Linked DNA regions of Mus musculus: region 1 is linked to region 2. A link is a contact called in public promoter capture Hi-C data. All regions are on one chromosome and are shown on one strand. The core of a region is the stretch at or near the end of the contact, and the rest is flanking DNA. Distances in the headings are between cores, read along the strand shown. Region 1 overlaps Usp8 (ubiquitin specific peptidase 8). Region 2 holds the start of Hdc (histidine decarboxylase).

Region 1 (3,173 bases), core at 151-2,650, 110 kb before region 2:
TTGGGGCAAAGGCAAAAAGCAGAAATTCAAGGCCAGCCTTAACGACTTAAGTGAGCCTGGGCTACAAGAGACTCTGTCTCAAATTAGAGAAAAAAAGTGACTACTCACTTCTAAAAAGGCAATAAGGGGCTTGAGAGCTGACTCAGCAGTTAAGAGCATTGACTGCTGACTCTTAACACCAGCACCCACATGGCAGCTCACAACTGTCTGTAACTCCAAGATCTGACTCCCGCACTCAGACATACATGGAGGGAAAACACCAATGCCCAAAGAATAAAAATAAATTATCTTAAAAAACAAACAAAAGAAAAGGCAACAAAATGAAAGATTCCCCTTTAAGTCCGGTTATTGCTTACGGCAGCCACTTGACCTGTTGAGAAGGTTAGTGGTTTGTCTCCCTGTGAATTCCAACAATGGGAGATCAGACTGCTTAACCCAGTGAGACCTCTCCCAAATACCAGCAATCCACACTAGCAACAGGGGAACACTACGTACCCCTAAGAAACACAGGGATCAGAGGGAGCAAAGCACAGCCTCCAAGGAGTTCAACAACTGAAAACCACTTACATCTTCAGGAGAGTAATTCTGAGAAAGTAAGGAAGGGGCACAGTGACAGCTGGCAGAGATTGTGTCACTGGTGGCTTTTGATAAAGACATCTTGTACACATGCTAAGAAGATTGAATAAAACGCTGAACAGGACAGACAAAGGGAAAACTGGAATAGAGGAAGAAAGGAATAGATGGCGTGTGTGCCTAAGACTCCAGTAACCAAAACTGTTTGGGACCAAATAAAGCAGCAAACCAAGTCCTTTGCTCTTTATTTTATTTTTGTTTTTTGGGCAGGGTTTCCCTGTGTGGCCCTGGCTGGCCTGGAACTCACTTGAATGAACTCTGAGCTCTACCTGCCTCTGCTGGGATTAAAGGCACTCACCTTACCACCATGCCTGGCCCTGGTCCTTCTCTTAATGGAGATTTATCAGTAGGAAAAAGACACCTTAGACCTCGTTTTAAGACCTTCATTTGGGCCGGGCATGGTGGCTCACGCCTTTAATCCCAGCACTCGGGAGGCAGAGGCAGGCGGATTTCTGAGTTCGAGGCCAGCCTGATCTACAGAGTGAGTTCCAGGACAGCCAGGGCTATACAGAGAAACCCTGTCTCAAGAAACCAAAAAAAAAAAAAAAAAAGATCTTCATTTGGCAAACCTGAGTCCAAGAGTTGTTAAGCAAAACTCACACAGGCCCAGAACTAGATAGATAGATGACAATCCAATGGTTCCTCTCAGGCCACCCTCCTTCCACTGTAGTGACTGCTAACATTGTAACCAGTGACCAGGACAGTGCTGCTGTGGAAGCTCACAGGAAAACCTGCAGTCAGGACCTTTGATTCTAATTCCAACCAATGGTATCCCTATTGCCTCAAAAGAACTTTACAGTGGCAGTGCACCTCCTCCAGATAGGTCACCTGGCAAACAGGACCAGCGTTTACACAATAAACTTGCAATACCCTTTGGGTTTTGGTTTTGGAATCCAGTAAATTTTCCACAGAGCGTTTGGCTGCCGCACCGCTGTCCTCTCTCCCCATCTCCTGCCTTTTCTGTTGCTGCAGCTGCTCTTCCTCCCGTCTGTCCTTTTCTTCAAGTTGTTTCCGAACTTCAGCCTCTTCGTATCTAGTTGAAAGAAGCTTCCTATTAATGTGATGGAGTATAGCTAAGGGCGTTCATGTTTCATACTTAGCATCTTGGCTTGGGAGAATTCTGCTAGAGTTCCCATACAAACCACATGCATCTGCCCTCAGGGGCTGTCTGTGTACTTTAAACTGGACAAACACCTTGAAAAATAAATGTTATGCTCTTTTTATTAATGTTGTTCTTGCTTTTTCACTAATTTCAAGTAATTATCAATTCTGCTACAATTTCACTTTTTAAACAAACTCTTGATTCACTCTGGAAGAGGACTTCTCCCAGTATCTCACTGTGTAGATGATTTAGATCAAAATGTTAAAACAAGTATTCAAGAAAGGTATTAACCACATCAACTGGAGAATTATTATCAAAGTCAAGACGTGATTATCTTCTATTTTGCTAAATGTTAAACAAGCTATGGTGAGTACAGTTTGCAGCTATCCTAAGACATTGCTCACCCAGTCATTAGTGAATACAGTAATGACTGCTGGTTCTGAACTTAAGAGGATCAGGGGAGATGGAGACAGAGACAGAGATGGGGTGGTGAGGGAAGGAAGAGAGAAGGTAGAGCCGAGAGAGAAAAGGGTAACAAATAATTTACTCCAGTCAGTTAGGAAAGAACGAACTAAAACTCTGGCATGCTTATACTGTCTATTGTCCATACTTGTATATGAAGGACATATACCTCCCCAGACAGCCACAGCTCTGGACTGCCACAAAGATAAGGAGCAGGCAGGGTGAAGAACTGGGAAGGGGAAGGACATCTGTCAAACTCTCTAATTTTGATGGTTTTATTCCTAACACCAGGACTTCATGTGCTGAAGAGGCAGCTAAAACTAATACAGAGCGCCAAAGTTTCAGCCCTCTTTGCATAAAGTTGTCCCAGTCTATAGCCAACACCCAAACTAAGTAAGAACAGAGCAAACACTGAGGAAACAGCTAACTTTAAAAGACATTCCAGATGCTGACTACCACAGGCAAGACAGTGTATAAAATCCAACCCAGCCAAGTTCACCACCATTCTAGAACAAAATACCCTAACACTCTTGAAGGGAATAAAACCCACCATGTCCGAAACTAACCAACACAGCAAGAAAATAAGACATCCAGAGAGAAAGGGCAAGCAGTGCAAACTGGCTGAGATAAACCTGAATGACAGATTTAAAACAGCAATCACAGCAGCTAACCAACTCTGGCCATGGCTATGTGAAACATGGTTTGTAATGACTAAACATAAAGGACACTTCTGTAAAAAAGCAGATACTATAAAATAGCTAAACAGAAATTCTAGAGTTAAAATGTTTCTGAAAAATAACCTGAAAACTGGAGACAACATTTACAACCTAAAGAGCAACAAAAACTATGACAAGAGAGGCTTAGACAGCAACAGAAACAGCCTCAGGTGGATTTCCTGACAAACCAAAGGCCTGTCACAAGAATAGCCAGAGTGCCAGTAAGAGAATGAAACAGAATAAAAATATTTGAAGAAATC
Region 2 (3,423 bases), core at 372-2,871:
GGCTCCTCTTCCCTTTCTTACGTGTGAAGTTTCTCCTATATACCATTCAAGCCCTGGCATATACCACCTGACCTCTGATTCAATCAATCCAATTATGACACTGAGTGGAGTTAGAGTCCAGACTGTGAGTTCAGCCTCTTTAGTCGGCTCCAACTTCAGCCACAGGTTCCCAGTAAGGAGTTTGCTACCTGTGCTTGCTACTATGTCTTTGTGGATTCCCACATCTTTCTTGGGTTTGATTAATTTGCTGGCGTGGCTCACAGAATTATAGCAAACATGATTACTTTTGATCGAGACAGATGTGATGACAGTTGGGTGAAGGGTGACACTTGGGGTGTGGAGCTGCCTTCTTTGGGTGCTTATCCTTCAGGTAGCCCTGCAAACATTTCAAATCTGCTCCAGAGGTACTTTTAAAAAAGGGAGATGGGAACTGGGGACCAAAGGCAAGGCCTCGGGCGGGCGTGCTAGGTGAGCGGTTTGCCACTGAGCCCCACCCTTGTTTAACCTTTAGCTCTTTCTCCCATTCTTCCCCCTGACCACCCCCCATGAAGTCTGTTGTGTAAGTACAGGTAATGCTTTAGACACTGTTTTTCTCAGATTGTGTTCAAGCTCTTGGGTGCAGGCATCCGCAGTCCAGAGCCTCTGAGGAACAAAGGGACCTCGATATAAAGAACAAAAAGCTCTTGGTATTCGGGAAAACTCCGAAGGATTTTTGTTGTTTTGTGGCAGTGTTGGGGTTCAGGACAAACACACCACCCCAGAATATGATTTCAGGAGAAACTGCCATCCCCGCCCCCACTAGTACGCTTCCTTTGTGTTATCTCGAGAAGCCCTGGACGTAGGAGGAGTTCTCAAAAGCTGTTCTTTCGTAAGAGATGGTCAGGAAGAAACGTTGATTAGGAAAAGTACTCGACTCAGGAAGAGGAGGGGTACAGATAACTGCTGTCACCAGAAAGATTTCCATCTGACAAAGTGGCAATTCTTCCCCCTTACGAATGTGTGTCCCGCACTCTGCTGCACCCAGGCTCCGCTCTGTTCTCCAGCTCTGCTTGCTGTAGAAGCGTCCATCCACTAAAGGGACTTCCAGATTTATTGGCACTGAACAGGTTTTTCCTCCGTTAGCTTAAACAGTAGTCGAGGCAAAGAACCCAGAACAAGTGCTATGTAGTAATGGATAAAAAGAATCCTTCATATCCTGTTGTTGATCTGTCCTGAGCTCAGCCTGGCTAGCTATGGGCTTCTCTGAGCCGGCTCTGCCCTCACCTCATAGAGAAGCCAGGGCAGGAGCAACTCCACCCTCTGTGCTACTTATTGTGAATGCCCTTGGCCTATTTCTGGCCTCTGAGCTAGGAGCTTTATTCAAGGCTGGGGCTCTATGGTCTGAATGCAGGGGCAGGGATGATAGAGGGCTCTTTTACCTTGTCTATCCAGAGCTGCTTGTAGGCTTGGGAGGCTAGGTGCCCCAACTGGTCTAAAAACACCATGTTCTCTGATTCTGTTGATCAAAGTTCAAATCAGAAAGGACGGGGACAAGAGAGGCTGAAATTAAGCCTGAAGGAAGGGACTTTATGGGGGCGGGGCTAAAGGAGGGGAATAGGGAACTCCTTAAATAAGAGATGCACTGGCTGCCAGGGAGTGCACAGCACAGACAAAGGCGACCAAGAAGCCCTGTTGACAGCTGCCTTCCAGCCTCCTCTGTCTGTCTGCCAGGAGGAGCAATCCAAGGGAGATGATGGAGCCCTGTGAATACCGTGAATACCGTGAATACTACCGAGCTAGAGGTGAGTGACAGGGTGGGTCTTCCCTGCTGTTGGAGGCAGGTGAGTGTTTGAGTTGCCTTGGGAGAGCCGGTTTGGCTTCAGTGGTGTTTCTCCTGAATTCTTGAACAGGATGTAGATCAGAGTTTTAACAGGTCCCTCATTCCCTGCCTCTCATGTGCCTACTTCTGTGATTGCTGCCTGTGTCTTGCATTTTGTTTCCTTCTACCTGCCCACAAAATAAACTATCTGTATTTGTGATCCACTCAATTGCCTTATGAAATAGGAAAAAAAAAAAAAAGACTTAAGCATTTGATAGCCCAAACTCTCTTAATATTCATTTCTCTGTGTAAAGTAGTTTATTCTTTTAGTGTTCATGTTTAAACGTTCGCCAAGTGCCCACTTGTATACCAGCTTGCAGGGAAAGCAAAGCCAGGTACCCTGTTTTCAGGCCTGGCTGTCCACAGGTAGGGAAGTGCTTAAAGGGGATTTGTAGGAAGATGAGGATGCATCCAACAAAGTGACTTGTGACATGATGAGTTTGGTTCTGCTTCTTCTGTTTAGTACGCATTAACTGAAATACACATCAACTTAAAATAAAGGTTCTTTTAGAAGCCTATGTGACAACAGAGAACTTTGAATGTCTTTGTAATTTTGTAATAGTCTCATCTCCACTAGAGGGGCCACAGTGTATGAAACTTCTTGGCTGTAAGTTAATATCTATCCTGCTTTAAATCTCTTTTCTCTCTTCTCCCCTATCAACCTTTGTAGGCAGACGCGTATTAGCGTATCATGTGGCTTTTCAACAGTGCACTTAGCTGAGAGTGTGGGTTCCTATCCTGCAGTGGGACACATTTTCCTATGAGACTGTCTGGGGATGAGTGCCAGCTCTCTCATGTCTACTGGGCACCACTCAGTGCTGGGTGCCCAAGGCTGTGGTGGGCTGAAGGAGTCAAGCTCTCTGGTGCCTCAGTTTGTCTAGGCCCAGTTCTGTGTGTAGGGACTTTGCAGAAGCTGAGGTAGAGGGAATAAATCAGGCTCCTTTTCTTCTCTGCTCCTTTGCTCCTTTGCAGGGAGAAGGGGAATGGGAAGGGTTTCTGGTTGCTCATAGTAGGTGCACATCTAGAGGGTGGGAGGCCATGAGAGAGAGCCCCTCTGAAGGGTCAAAGAACAACTGGCCTGCAGTGGCTTCACATGACTGCTTCCCTTTCTGACTAGTCTTCATTCTTTTGGTGCATCTATTTGAGTGTGGAAGCCGTGTGACAAGCCCTGAGTGCCAGCAGCAGGGAGCGGTGGGGCTCAGGTCTCTTGGGGTCCAGGTTGGTCACAAGCTCTTGGTTGGGCTCTTAGTTGTACTTTAAGTATGTCCCACGTACCTCAGAAATTTGTGTGTGTGTGTGTGTGTGTGTAAACTTATACTTTTCATCACACTCAGAAGATGTTGCCAATAGCCGGGCACGGTGACGCCTTTAATCCCAGCAGGTGGATTTCTGAGTTCGAGGCCAGCCTGGTCTACAAAGTGAGTGCCAGGACAGCCAGGGCTATACAGAGAAGCCCTGTCTCAAAAAACCAAAAAAAAAAAAAAAAAAAAAAAAAAAAAAAAAAAAAAGAAGAAGAAGAAGAAGAAGAAGATGTTGCCAAGTACCATAAAGGCAAGCGAGTGCTG

Evidence for each region. Promoter capture Hi-C pulls out the DNA fragments that hold promoters and counts their contacts.
Region 1: a promoter capture Hi-C map of liver shows a contact between it and region 2. The contact joins the enhancer-like site here to the promoter of Hdc in region 2. A contact is called at or near these places in 1 of 39 promoter capture datasets (liver), 6 of 484 Hi-C or Micro-C datasets (Sertoli cells, bone marrow-derived macrophages, brown adipocytes and 3 more) and 3 of 9 other capture datasets (adipose tissue, liver and pancreatic islet).

Annotation. Positions count from the first base shown.
Region 1 is chr2:126,727,653-126,730,825 of GRCm38.p6, reverse strand. Usp8 (ubiquitin specific peptidase 8) reads right to left here. Exons shown (of 19, transcript NM_019729.3): 5 at 1,504-1,666. Among named protein-coding and RNA genes, the nearest start is that of Usp8, 22 kb to the right of the region's middle. Within about 2 kb of position 1,400, at least 6 of the 459 cell types and tissues checked have an H3K27ac peak or open chromatin away from gene starts, as enhancers often do. A contact at or near this core is called in liver, where this site is marked.
Region 2 is chr2:126,616,876-126,620,298 of GRCm38.p6, reverse strand. It overlaps Hdc (histidine decarboxylase), which reads left to right and starts at 1,621. Exons shown (of 12, transcript NM_008230.6): 1 at 1,621-1,781. The coding sequence starts at 1,730.